Linked DNA regions of Mus musculus: regions 1 and 3 are each linked to region 2. A link is a contact called in public ChIA-PET and HiChIP or PLAC-seq data. All regions are on one chromosome and are shown on one strand. Each heading gives the region's core, a stretch centred on a gene start, on an enhancer-like site or on the middle of the called end of the contact. The rest is flanking DNA. Distances are from core to core; before and after follow the strand shown. Region 1 has its middle 26 kb from the start of Bcorl1. Region 2 holds the start of Sash3 (SAM and SH3 domain containing 3). Region 3 has its middle 50 kb from the start of Apln.

What was found. ChIA-PET counts read pairs in DNA pulled down with a chosen protein or histone mark. HiChIP or PLAC-seq counts read pairs in DNA pulled down with a chosen protein or histone mark.
Region 1: an RNA polymerase II ChIA-PET map of effector CD8 T cells shows a contact between it and region 2, with 17 read pairs. The contact joins the enhancer-like site here to the promoter of Sash3 in region 2. A contact is called at or near these places in 6 of 39 promoter capture datasets (the C10 cell line, the HPC-7 cell line, cranial neural crest and 2 more), 5 of 115 datasets of contacts at active chromatin or transcription factors (effector CD8 T cells, memory CD8 T cells, microglia and 2 more) and 2 of 9 other capture datasets (adipose tissue and liver).
Region 3: a contact with region 2 is called in an H3K4me3 HiChIP or PLAC-seq map of bone marrow-derived macrophages, with 2.8 times the contacts expected there. The contact joins the enhancer-like site here to the promoter of Sash3 in region 2. A contact is called at or near these places in 7 of 39 promoter capture datasets (the 3T3-L1 cell line, 3T3-L1-derived adipocytes, embryonic stem cells and 3 more), 2 of 484 Hi-C or Micro-C datasets (cranial neural crest and embryonic fibroblasts), 4 of 115 datasets of contacts at active chromatin or transcription factors (acute myeloid leukemia, bone marrow-derived macrophages and embryonic stem cells) and 2 of 9 other capture datasets (adipose tissue and embryonic stem cells).

The regions. Positions count from the first base shown.
Region 1 is chrX:48,313,498-48,317,523 of GRCm38.p6, forward strand. No RefSeq gene overlaps it. Among named protein-coding and RNA genes, the nearest start is that of Bcorl1, 26 kb to the right of the region's middle. Within about 2 kb of position 1,269, at least 256 of the 459 cell types and tissues checked have an H3K27ac peak or open chromatin away from gene starts, as enhancers often do. A contact at or near this core is called in the HPC-7 cell line, adipose tissue, effector CD8 T cells and 5 more, where this site is marked.
Region 2 is chrX:48,144,218-48,148,842 of GRCm38.p6, forward strand. It overlaps Sash3 (SAM and SH3 domain containing 3), which reads left to right and starts at 2,219. Exons shown (of 8, transcript NM_028773.4): 1 at 2,219-2,500. The coding sequence starts at 2,444.
Region 3 is chrX:47,982,581-47,986,698 of GRCm38.p6, forward strand. No RefSeq gene overlaps it. Among named protein-coding and RNA genes, the nearest start is that of Apln, 50 kb to the right of the region's middle. Within about 2 kb of position 2,786, at least 8 of the 459 cell types and tissues checked have an H3K27ac peak or open chromatin away from gene starts, as enhancers often do. A contact at or near this core is called in adipose tissue and bone marrow-derived macrophages, where this site is marked.

The sequences.
Region 1 (4,026 bases), core at 19-2,518, 170 kb after region 2:
CTATACAGAGAAACCCTATCTCGAAAAACAAAAACAAAACAAAAAAATCATCTCCATCACTTGAATACTTATGACCTAGCACAGGTGACAGAAACAATAAAACATGCTACCAAAACTATGGCAACGAGAATTAATAAAGAATCATTCAGCCATTTGAAGTGGCGAGCTAGAGGGACTTGGGGGAGAATATGGCTGCTTAATCTGACCCCGAAGCACAAACCCCATTCTAATCTCTATTACCATCTCCCTGCGTGAGCTCAGCAAATGATTAAGCCATCTGGGTGGCCTCAGTTTCTCCACCTTCAAAATGGGAGCCATAAACTGAGCGAAGCTGCTTGTGTTTTTGAAATGCTGAAGGAGCTCAATCAAGTTCAAAGCCAGTGTGGGCTCCGTGGTGAAGTCCAGACCAGTCTGAGGTACCTAGCAAGACTCCGCCTCAATAAGTAAATAATTAAATAGAAAAATAAAACAATCAGGGGCGGTAATCTGTGAAGTCAGGCCCCTGCGTGTCTGTGTCTTGTGTAGCCTACCTCTCATTTTGTTTGGACCCCACATTCAACATGGACCCCTGCAGCGAGCTGAGGGAGAGTATAACAACGATTTCCTCGCGATCCCAAGTAAACACGGTGAAGAGCCGAAGACTAAGGAAAATTGAGATTGAGAGGCTGAGGGAAGTTACAAGGGAGATTCAGTTGTGCGCAGGATGTGCGTGGCCCCAAAGGAAGAGGAGAGGAGAGTTCAGAGTTTAACTTCTCTTCTGACTTAACTAACCACCTTTATGTATCAAATAATCCTTCCAAAACCTTTCCTCTCCTCCACCTTTGAAGCAAGTCCTCTACCCAACCCCAGCAATCTATCTTGAGGACCAGGGAACTGAGCTGCCCTTTCCGACCTCTTCCTCTCATTGATTGGCATCACCTTCATTTCTCTAAGGAGTCCAGCGGAGCATCTGCCTGCACTTTTTTTGTTGTTGTTGTTAAAATTCCAATCCCACTTTAGGGGAGACGATTGCCAGCTGCATTCCGTTTTGTCTTCGCTGAACAAGGACAGAGTTCCTTTTACTGGCCCTAAACTGCTCCCTGTAGAGCTTCAGCGGGGCTAGAGAGCTCCGGTCCTGGACTGGGCCAAGCAGGCTGCGCTGCCACTCCAGGATTTCCTGCACTTGGAGAGGCGAGGTCGGCTCGAACTTCGGCCTGTGGAGAAGGCAACTCCGCATCTCTTTAAGATGCAGAAACTCCCAGCCCACGCCCACACCCACGCCCCTCGGGCCACCCCCGCCCGCCTTAGGCTCCTCCCACAGCCCTCGGTGTCAAGGGCCTCCCAGCCACCTGCCCGATGCACATCCCGCGAGCAAAGCACGACCGCGGGAGAAGGAAGCGGAGATCGTGCCCACACCAGCCGGGCGCTGACTACTGCCAGCAGCTCGCTTTCCCCGGTCGTCTGCCCTTACCCAGCATGCACTTCCAGGCCCTGAGCTATCTTGGAGCCGCAGCCCTTGGGGTCAGAGCGGCCAGAAGAAACAGGAAGTTTGGGACGGTCTTAGTCCTGGGGCAGGGAGTCCGAAAAGGCAGGCCCTTCGCTCCGCGCTGCCCACCCTCCCCACCGCCCATCGCCGGCCCTCTCCATCTGGCACTTCCCTGGGGTCCGTTTCGGGGGCTGGCCTGAACTCGAAAAAAATCCAGATGTGTTAGGGGGGTCATTCAAGGCACAATCCCAGGCTTCTCTTCGCAGTAGCATCTTTAGGTATAAAGATCGAGGGTGTACAGGAAGGGAGAGAATGCCCTGGTCCTGATGAAGTGGTAGTCCCAAGGGTAAGGAAGGAGAGAGGCGATAGATTTGGGTAAGGGTAGTGACTAGAGATTCATTTCCCACGGACCGTCTCTTGGATAAGGCAATGGTTAGAACCCAGTGCAGAATCCAGAGATCATTGCTTCCGCCCTCCATCCAGCTAGTTAGCTTCTCTCCATATTAACTTTAGAGACGTTCCAGCCCATCAGGGACCATCTCACAAGTCAGCACTGCCATTCACTAGAAGCACTTGGCAAAATAGAAGTGACCCCTAATGCAGCCCTATTCTTAGTGCAGAGAACACAAAGCACATGCCCATTGAAGGTGATCTCCATCCACAGCATTTGGACAGGCAGAGAGGACTGGATTCTCTGTCCCGGGGGTCTCTCTCTCACTCCCCACTCCTAAGTCCCTACTAGCTAAACCAATGACACCACCAACTTCAATCCTCACGTTGTCGTCTCCCCACCCCCACCCCCAACTGAGAGAGGTTTGGGTAGCAGTTGCTCCCAGTGAGCTGTTTTGATCCCAGCATGCCATTTGGCCAATCCTCTTCTGGTTGTGCAGACAGGCCCTCTGTGCCTCTGCTTGGAAACACTGGTTCTCTTCCCACAACCTCACTCTTCAATCCAAAACCCGCTTCCTTGCTCACTAGACATGCCCAAGTTCTCCTGGATGATTTCCTGAATCTTCCTAGCTTTGTCTCGAGGAGGGGGCCAGGGCGTGACAAAGGTGCAAGTCTTAAATGGCTTGAAAGTAAGACTGTGACGGTAATAATTCAAGGGTTTTAGAACGGTTGTAAAGTGAGAGTATTACTGGCATAGTTTCTGCCTCGGACACCCCCAGGCAGAATTAATTGGTCCTTTTTCTGTGCTCTCCTAATGCAGTCTTAATCTTTATGCCTCTATTATCACATTGTATTGTAATTATTTGTTTATGTGTTTGTCTGCCCCGTCGAAGGTGAGCCCCTGGAGGGCAGAAACCACACCTTATTTATTTCTATCTCTCTAGCTCCCCACACACTTCCTAGCTCAGTAAAGGGCTGTTGACTAAATGACCTAGAAATGGAAGGGATTCTGTTAATTGACAGACTCTCGTTTGCCTTTCCTATTCTTTGATGCAACTTCGACATGCATCCATGGATACACTCACTGATGTAAATGCTCAAACTCAGCTGATATACAAAAGCCAATGTACCACACAGTCTGGGTGTCAGTATAAGACCACACCTTGTAAAGTAAGAGGATGCTACCTCACATCAAGTAACTGTCTTTCTGAACGTCTTCAAACCCAACTATCTGACAAATCAACAGCCAACAATCACAACTGTTTTGGTGGATGTTTTTTCATTGGCCTGGCTTTTAAAGTAACCTCAATTCAAGGTGTCAAAACACTGAACACTGGAGCCAGAAGGACTCTCTAAGGTGCTCTCAGAAAATTTCTTTTGCAGATGAGATGTTCCTCAGTACAAAGTCAGTCTTTTGTTCTTCATACCTTGAGTATGCATATGTATAACATGTGTTTGTATGTTGGCACCTGCCAGAATCTGCTGACATGTATAGCCATAGATATATCTGAAACCTGTGCCACCATTGCACAGGATCTATCAAGCCAGTGAGAATGGTCCCATCTGAGTGGAGGAGGAGGACAGGGTTCGTGCAGATCAAAGAAGGGAGGGCAGGGGTCACCCAGGCCAGGCCACCCTTGCCAGAATGCAAAGGGGGATAAAGAAGCCTACAGGTCAGGTTTGCAGCTGTCACCGAGTGTGCTTGGCTCTCCCAGCTCCCCTCTGCCCCACCCCTCCCCGCTGCCCCAGCCTGTAGAGGCGGAAAACATCCTGTGCTCATTCCAGGAGCATGTGCGCACTGCCTGTGAGGTATGTGAGTAGCGAACTTCCAGCTGCCGTCTTACACTTAAAGGTCCTGACAGGCCAACTCCTCCTCCCAAATAAAACCATTACCCACCACTGGCCTTTCTTCACATGGCGACCAGGACTCAACAGGAGAGATAGCAAGGCTTCCCCCTACCCTCCATCTCCTTGAGGATTTTTTTTTTCCCTTTCAGAACCAACTCCGACTGCGACTTCGAAGTCTACACAGGCTTAACCCCTACCTGTGTGTGAAAGCCTCTTGCAACCTGCTCCAGAGGATACTCTGTAGCTGGGCTCTGTTCTTATTTTCCCATCTAGGTCCTTGCAACTCCAACCCAGAGAATCCCGTTATCTGTTCCTTGCTTTTG
Region 2 (4,625 bases), core at 969-3,468:
GAGAACATCTTGGGAGCCAGGACAGGCTTGCTCAGGATTTCACAAGTGTCACAGAAACGAAAGCCTTGCAAAGGTGAATCGTTTGATTTCTTTATAGTGATGTATGAGGTTAGGAAATGAAAGTTGTAGGCAGGGCATGGACCAGGTAAGATATACTCCTCACTGAAAATAAATATTCAGTTTCACGTCGCTTTGAGGGTTCAATTCTTAATAGTTCTCTTCTACATTCTTTGAAGAATTCTCTTAGTGTAAGAATAAAACTATCTTTGAATCAAGGGGGGGGGGCGGTGAGCATCCCTTACCCCAGCAATTCCAAACTTTCTAGACACTTAGCCTAATCATAAACTTATACATGTGACTGAGTATTTACCTTAAGGACATTCAATAAGTACTTGTACATTTTTTAAAAAATCAACCAAGGCAAGATAATTATTGTGGGTTCAGACAACTGAATGCTAATCAGCCATGTAAAAAAAAAATCGTATCATTCAGGCTAAGAAGATGATTCGTTGAGGAAAGAGCGTGTTGTAAAAGCACGAATACTTGAGTTTGTATCCCTGGAACCTACATAAAAGCTGGGTGATAGACAGATATCTATAACTCCAGCCCTGAATGGGGAAAGCAGAGACCTATGGATCCCAGAAGGTCACTAGCCAGCCAGTCTAGCTGAAAACCATCAGCTCCAGATGTGGCGAGGGCCCCTTTCCCCAAAACTAAGGTAGAGAGTAATAGAGCATCGACTGCTACCCCCAGATGTGAACGCACAGCTGAGAACGCATCCTGAGTGTGCACACATACACACGCATGTCCACATGAAAAATAACCGTTCCAGACTAGTTCGGCCAGTCATGGTGGTCCACATCTATAATCCCAGCACTCATCATAAGTTCCAAGCCAGCCTGGGACACACAGTAAGGCCTTGAGCAGGAGAAATGGGGAGTTTATTTTCATTAAAAATTCAAGATAGTTTTCCTGATGTAGACATTCCTAAAACTATTACCACAATCACAATAAACAAACTTATTCATCACCTCCAAAATGTTCTATATGTCCTTAGTTATCTGTCCCTCCAATTTTTCCAAATCTCCCCAAACCAATGTTTTTCGTCCTGTACGGGTGTGATTCTTTGTAAGAAGTAAATTTCTGTCTAGAGAGAGGTGCTAGGTGCTGAAAACAGTAAAGGATATTTACCTAAACAGTGTGAAATCCAATTATGGAGACTTTTTTGAAATTTCATTTTATTGTCATCTGTATTTGATAAAGTGTAAATGATACATACCAGTTGCTTTGTAGTGAACAGGAATCATTGAAAGTACTTAAACATCTACCGCAATTGCTCAATGGTAGTAAACTTACCTGGCATGGGTAAGCCATAGGTGAGACCCCTAAGCACTGCAAATCAACATTGCCATTGTCATCATTATCATCATCATCACCATCATGTGCTGAATGTAACCCACAAGATGGGCGCAATGCCCAGGCAGTTGATGAATGCCTTTTGAATGGGGCACCTGCTGTTGACGTGGCATTGCCTTCAAACATTTCTCAGTTGTTCTTGTATGACCTGAGGGGTTGTTGTGTGTAGGCACACCTCATCTAGACTGAAAACCATATGTGTGCTGATGGAAATGTGGATAGTTGCTGGATTGATAGCTTTAGAAACAGTGGATACAGGGCTATTGAAGGTTGTAGGGATGAGAGCATCATGGAAATGACTATAGCATCTGTAAAGGTGACCACTCTAAGGATGATGAAGCAGTAGAAATCTCTGAAGAGATGAGAGCTTTACCAATCATAGCTAAGGTATACTGACGGCAGTAGGGATGGTAGGAGGGATGATGGCTGGGGCGTGGGGAGTGGTGGTAGTCACGGTTGTAGTAATGGCTATCTGGTAATGGTAGCAGTAGTGATAACCATCAAGATGATGGCCACAGGAGTGACAGTAATGGTAATCGTGATCGCAGTAATGACTTGGAAGATGCAAATAGACTGGGGGCATTTACTCAACAGGCAGGGAGATTGTTCACCTTCTGATTTCAGAGGTTTAGTCAGTGAGTGTAAAGCCCAAATAAGCCAGAACATGAAAGGACTGTAGTGGATGACCGGAGACAACAGGATTGGGGCTTTTCTCTGACTGTTCAACTCAAGGTCTGTCTGCATCAGAATCTCTGGAGACTGAAGCTGGGACTTCCTTCCTCCCTAGAGGCCGGCAGGGGCCATGATTGCTGTAAGAGCAGGTCACGTGGCAAGGTTTCCTGTATGCTGCTGCTGCTGGGTGTCCATGGCCCGCACCCCCAAGCTGCCACTGCAGCAGTAAAGAGTAGCAGCCCCAGGCTCAGTCTATGCTGTGCCAACTGGCTGGTGCTGGGGAGGCTTTAACAAGAGATTTTTGCATCTTAGCTCCTTGGAGAACAGAGCAGGAGTGCCATTTCTGTAGAGGACCATGTTGCGTCGCAAACCCTCCAACGCCAGTGACAAAGAGCCCACTCAGAAGAAAAAGGTAAGGCGCATCTTTGAGCGTACACTCCTTCCTTCTCTCCTCTACACTCTCTACCAAGGCCTTCATGGACTCTTAGAAGGTGGAAGTTGAACCAAGGCTCTATGTTGAGCTTGGACGTGAGGGTTCTTCCAGAAAGCAAGGGGATGGGGCTCAACGCTCACTTGAGTAGTAAAAGTACTGAAGGTACTTTCTAAACTCTGGAATACAGAGCTATGAGTTGGGCCTTTGGAAGTCTAGAGTGATAGACTGAAGAACATAAGAGTTAAATCCACAGACATCAGTTGGAGAGTTACAAAATGTCGTGTTCAAATTGAATCCAAAGAGCGTAATTAATTTTGTCTCTCTAGCTCGGGTTCTGTGTTGCTTTTGCTCGAGTGTGTCCTCTGGGGACTACCTCATTCAAAGGGCCCTACTAGCCTACCCAGCCAAGGTGGTCACAGACTCCCTAACTCTTTGGCAGGAGCCATAGCCATTTCCCACTAGGCTCAGATCTACAACATCTCCCCCAGGCCACTGGAGATGAAGCAGTAAGTAAATTTCAGACTCAGGAAAAGAGCCCACCCAAATGCCGTAAAGTTCAGGTGGTGGTGGTGGTGTGTGTGTGTGTGTGGGGGGGGTTGAACAGGTTCTTTCTGGGCAAGTGAACTTATGAAGAATGAGAAATGGAGCTGATGACTTGCATGGTGAGTAGGTGTGAGAGCTAAGGGGGAAAAGTTCGTTGGGGGAGGGAAGGGGATTTCAAAGTCCAGGAAGGAAGGTAGCTGTCAAAAATGGCTGAAGTGTTCATCTTCCTGAGACAGGAGCTAGACTGAATGATTCTTGAAGACTCTGATATCCAGGTTTCCCTGGCTGTATGTATAGAGTTCATTTTATGTCAGGACTCTCCCAGGCAATCAGCCTGTCCAGTCTGCATGTCTAAGTGGACCACAGGAATGGTCCAAAGCAGGCCTGACTAGATCCAAGCACCCAAGCCTTAATCAGGGGCCTCCAGGACTCTCACTGTGCCCTATCCATTTTTCCATGGAATTCAACTCAGGTGCACTGTGGGGGGATGCCCCCTTGTCAGAACAGTTCCCAGGCAGTGGGCGACAACTAAGAGACAGGCTGAGAGCATTGGGGTGTGCATCCTGTCCCACCTCTCAGGATCTGGGTGGCTGCCGCTTTCGGCTGTACTCTCTCCACTTCAGCTGCTTCTGTAAGATCGCAGTGGCGGGTAGGTGGAGAAGGGTAAGATTTGTGAATATTCACACAGGGCCTTGTCACCCCACCCCCCCACCCCCGCCAAAACTAGGCCCCAAAGGCTTGTCATTGGCTGCCACTCCTCAAGAGCAAAGCCACTTCCCCTTGCTCTCAAGCTCATGAGAAAAACAGAGACTGCTATATAGACCCTGGTAGGCCCCAAACCACAGCAGAATCAAGCTGGAAGAAAAAGTCTGAGAAAGAGCTGACACCAGAGTCCGCAGCTACCTCAGGTAGAGGTGCCCCAAGGCCTACAGAATAAGAAACCCCTTTCCTCTCTCTTGGCTCCAGTTACTCAGATCCTGCATCTGGGAATCCCTCCAGGTTTCCTCTAGAAAAGTCTGTGGTCCACATCCTTTAGTCCACACAAACTGCACCTCACCCCTGCCAGGGCCTCTGGCAGCCTCCAGGAGGCCAGATGAGTTTGCCTTTACATATTCAAGCCCCATACTATAAAAATGCCCTTAACACAACCAAACCTCCAGAAGATGTGGCATCGTCCCAAGGCCCAGAGACAGTAGCCAGCTTCATCTTTGATTGCCAGATGACTGAAGTCAAGTCTCTTCCCTTTGGAAACTGAGGTGATGTGATAGAAGGGAATATACAGGGACAAAGGAAGCTCCTCCCTCCTGTTCCTGCCTCTTTTCCTCCTTCAGCCAATGAAAATGTACTGGAGAGAGGGCAAGAAAGTGGAGTTAGAATGCTCCCATTCTGCCATAGGAGCCTGGACAGTACTTCCCCTGGGCCTCAGTTTCTTCACCTCTGAAAGAAAAGGTGATCTCTGGAGGTAGGGCTCACTGGAATAATAGCTGTGAGAGCACCCTCTCCGGTGTGTGCTTCTGCCTACAAGGGGGTGCTAGCTTTGGCATGAGCCCAGATGGAGCAG
Region 3 (4,118 bases), core at 1,536-4,035, 160 kb before region 2:
AGGGTACACTAGTGGCACAAATAATAAGGAACTAACCAACAGCTCTCTAATTGGATTTAAAGCCCGCTCAACAAGAGGGAAATCACGCCTGATACTGAAAACCTAGCCAACTATCCAGGGGAGGTGAAGTCAGGAATATTAGAGAAAAGCTTACAACTGTCACCTTACTAAGCCAGAATAACTCTTGCATTGTCAATATTTAGACTTATACCCACAGATAAATATGGCTCTAACCCTTCATTAAATAATATTTTCAAAGAATAGTGTCACGGGAAAATTGGTAATATGTAACATCAAATAGAAAAGGCAGGCTATGTGTAATTATATCAATGTTCCCAATTTAAAAAAAACAAATTAAAAATAATATATATATACATGCAGCAAGTGAAACAGCAGAATGAAGAGAATGATGGAAAAAATCTTTACCACATATTCCTCTGACAAAGAAAGTGTAAAGTACTCAAAAATTAAGCATCAAAGAAGAAATACCAAGGCAGGTGCAATTCAGGAGGCAGAGACAGGCAGATTCCTGTGAGTTTGAGGCCAATCTGGTCTACAGAGCATGTTCTAGGACAGCCAAGGTTATATAGAGAGACCTTGTCTCAAAAAGAATAAAAGAAAATTGTGAAACAGTAAGTAAGTAAAATATTTTTCTTTCTTTCTTCTTTCCTTTCTTTCTTCTTTCCTTTCTTCCTTCCTTCCTTCCTTCCTTCCTCCCTCCCTCCCTCCCTCCCTCCTTCTCTCCTTCCTTCCTTCCTTCCTTCCTTCCTTCCTTCCTTCTTTCTTTCTTTCTTGCTTGCTTGCTTTCTTGCTTTCTTGCTTTCTTGCTTTCTTTCTCTCTCTTTGTCTTTCCAATCACTATGTATTTTATTTCCCTTTCTTGGTGTATCAAAGTGGTTAGGGCCTTGCAGTACTATGTTGAGTGAAAGTGCAGAGAGTGGATAGCTTGAACTGTTCCTGATCAATTGTAGGGGACAGTAGTAAATCTTTCACAACTAAGTAGTCATAGCTTATTGTAGGTATGCAGATGGTAATACAGTTCCTTTCTTTCTTTCTTTCTTTTTTCCGGTCCCACTCCCTCAGGCCCCCGATCTCTCCGGCCATATTTATTTCATATATGTGGATATACTGTCACTGTCTTCAGACACAGCAGAAGACACATTGGATGCCCATTACAGATGGTTGTGAGCCACCATGTGGTTGCTGGGAATTGAACTCAGAGCCTCTGGAAGAGCAGTCAGTGCTCTTAACCACTGAGCCATCTCTCCAGCCCCGTAAAATGTTTTTCAAAGAACAAATGATCCAATCCAAAAATTGTGCAAGTTAATTAACAGACAATTCTCAGAGGAAGTACAAATGTCCAATAAGCATATGAAAATGTTCAGTGTCTTAGCCATCAGTGAGAGTAACATAAAGGAACCCTTCCCAGTCTCTGTAGTTCTTTCTCACCTTTCCTTAATAAATCTACATGTGCTATGCTAATGAAACAAACACACAAATAGAAAACTATTTGGAGATTCCATCTAACCGAATCAGAGTGGCTTTTACGAAAGAAAGCAAATGTTGGTGCATATTCAGAGAGAGTGGTGTGGAATCCTCATCCCCAGCCGGTGAGAATTCAAACTGGTACAGTGACTATGGAAATCAATCAGAGTTTCTCAAAAAGCTGAGAAGACCACTGACTGTCCTGAAGGATTCTAAGTCACCATACCTCAGAGCTACCTGAGCAGCCATATTTACTGCTACAGTATTCACAATAGCTTTTAAATGGAGCCAGCCTAAATGACCATCAACGGATGGATGGCTAAAGAAAATGAGATGTGTATGCCCAACAGATGTTTTTTCAGCCATCAAGAAAACAGAAATCCTAGGATTCATAGGCAGATCAGATAGCACTGAGGATTGTCATGTTAAACCAAATAACCAGTCTCACAAAGCAAAGTGTCACCTGCTTTAATGTACGTGGAAACAGTGCTCTAAACTCTTGACAACAGTCCTTTGGGATCATAACATGGTTGTCCATGATAACTTCAGAATGTGCATGGAGGGAACTTTAGAAGCCATTAAGTGCATGAAAGATTTGTCCTGATGCTGTACATTACCTTTATATGGAAAGCAGAATGTTGCTTAAAATTACAGGAGCATCCATAGTGACTTTGGGAGTATTGCTGGAAATTATGGTAAAGTGCATACGCATGCATGGAGGGAACTTTAGAAGCCATTAAGTGCATGAAAGATTTGTCCTGGTGCTGTACATTGCCTTTATATGGAAAGCAGAATGTTGCTTAAAATTACAGGAGCATCCATAGTGACTTTGGGAGTATTGCTGGAAATTATGGTAAAGTGCATACGCTTTGATTGATGATCAACCTCAATGATTTTAGTGACCTTGGATATTTCACAGCTGGTTTACTAGATGTTTTACAATGAGTGAATATTACTTTTTTATACTCAGAAAAAGATTAAGGAAAACAGTATTTTGTGAAAAAAGAAATGTCTCTGTGTTGGAGTGAATGAATACAGTTTCTCCCTCAAGAATAGAGGTGACTGGAGGCGTCCTTGCCAGTGCTATGCCCTCACCCTCATATTGAAGGGTTTTGACAGAGGATCACTGACATCTCATCTTATATGTACCCCATAGGAATAGCTCTATGGAGTATAGATCTCCAAGATAACGCCCTAACACAAGCACACACACACACACACACACACACACACACACACACGCACGCACGCACGCACGCACGCACGCGCGCGCGCGCGCGCGCACAAAATAAGGATCACGTGCAGGTTGCAGCTATGGCCAGTAGATGGCAGCAGAGAATGACGGTTCTCTCTTGTTAAAAGCATTTAACTGGAGTTATTTTTCTTATTTTGGCATTGTTTCTTTTCTACTGTTGCTCAAAAAGCCAACAAAAACAAAGCCTTTAAAAAAAAAGACTGAATTGGAAATGTGTAAAGGCAGTGGATATTTCAGCCCATAGTTCATAGAACACCATGCCAAATCAAATAATATTTTCCTTTCTCAGTTATTTTGAAAGCACCAACCACAGTTGGGAAGTAATCTTGCTGCCTAGAGCTAATGACTTACATCTTCTGTGGAGAGGGGAAAGGAAGTGACTGGACCATCTGGAGGAGAGGGCTGGGGAGAGACGTATGAGAACTGGGAAGAAACCAAATGAGCCCTGACCAGGTAGCTGGAGAAGGAATGAGATTGAAGGTAGACAAGGTTGTTGTGAGTTGCAGTAGAGCCCTCCAAATGCATATGTTCACGTTTTAATCCCCAGCACCCATGAATGTGACCTAATTTGGAAAACACTTTTCCTAGCTTTCTCCCAATGGCTTGGAGATGCAGTTACCGGCTCCTTTTGCTTCTTGGCCCCACCACTAACTGGTGGCATGTACTGGGATTTGGTCACATCTCCTCTCCTACTGCATTTCTCCATTAACCTAGCTCATTCTTTTGCCTGCAGTTCCCACCTGTGGGCTAACAAGTCCCAAACCATTGGATCTGAAGCGGTATCCATCCCTGCCACCTTCCACTTCAGAACCATTTTTACATTGGTGTTATCACCTACTTGGTTGGTGTTCTGAAGTCTGCTATTTTTTAAAAATAATGGAGTGATCACAGGGGCTAGAGTCCCCTAACTATTCCCAATGCAAGGTAATGTTCCAGAATGTGTGAGTGCCCCCCTCTGTCTTCTTCCCTTCCTTCCTCTCTCTCTCTCCTTCCCTCCCTCCCTCTCCCTCCCCCTCCTCCCCACCTCCAATCTCCATCCCTACCTCTGTCACTGTTTCTGTCTTTGACTGTCTCTGTGGAGTGTGTGTGTGTGTGTGTGTGTGTGTGTGTGTGTGTGTTTTCAAGATAGGGTTTCTCTGTATAGCCCTGGCTGTCCTGGAACTCAGTCCATAGACAAGGCTGGTTTTGAACTCAGAGATCCACCTTCCTCTGCCTTCACGAGTGCTGGGATTCAAGGTGTTATGCCACCCCCACCTGGCACCCACTGATCTCTTTAAATATAGGAATCATGCTCACTCCAGGGAGATAATCATACCACAAGACATAAGTTAGAACTGACAGCTGCTAAAGGGATGGCAGAGCGACATCTCACATTGAT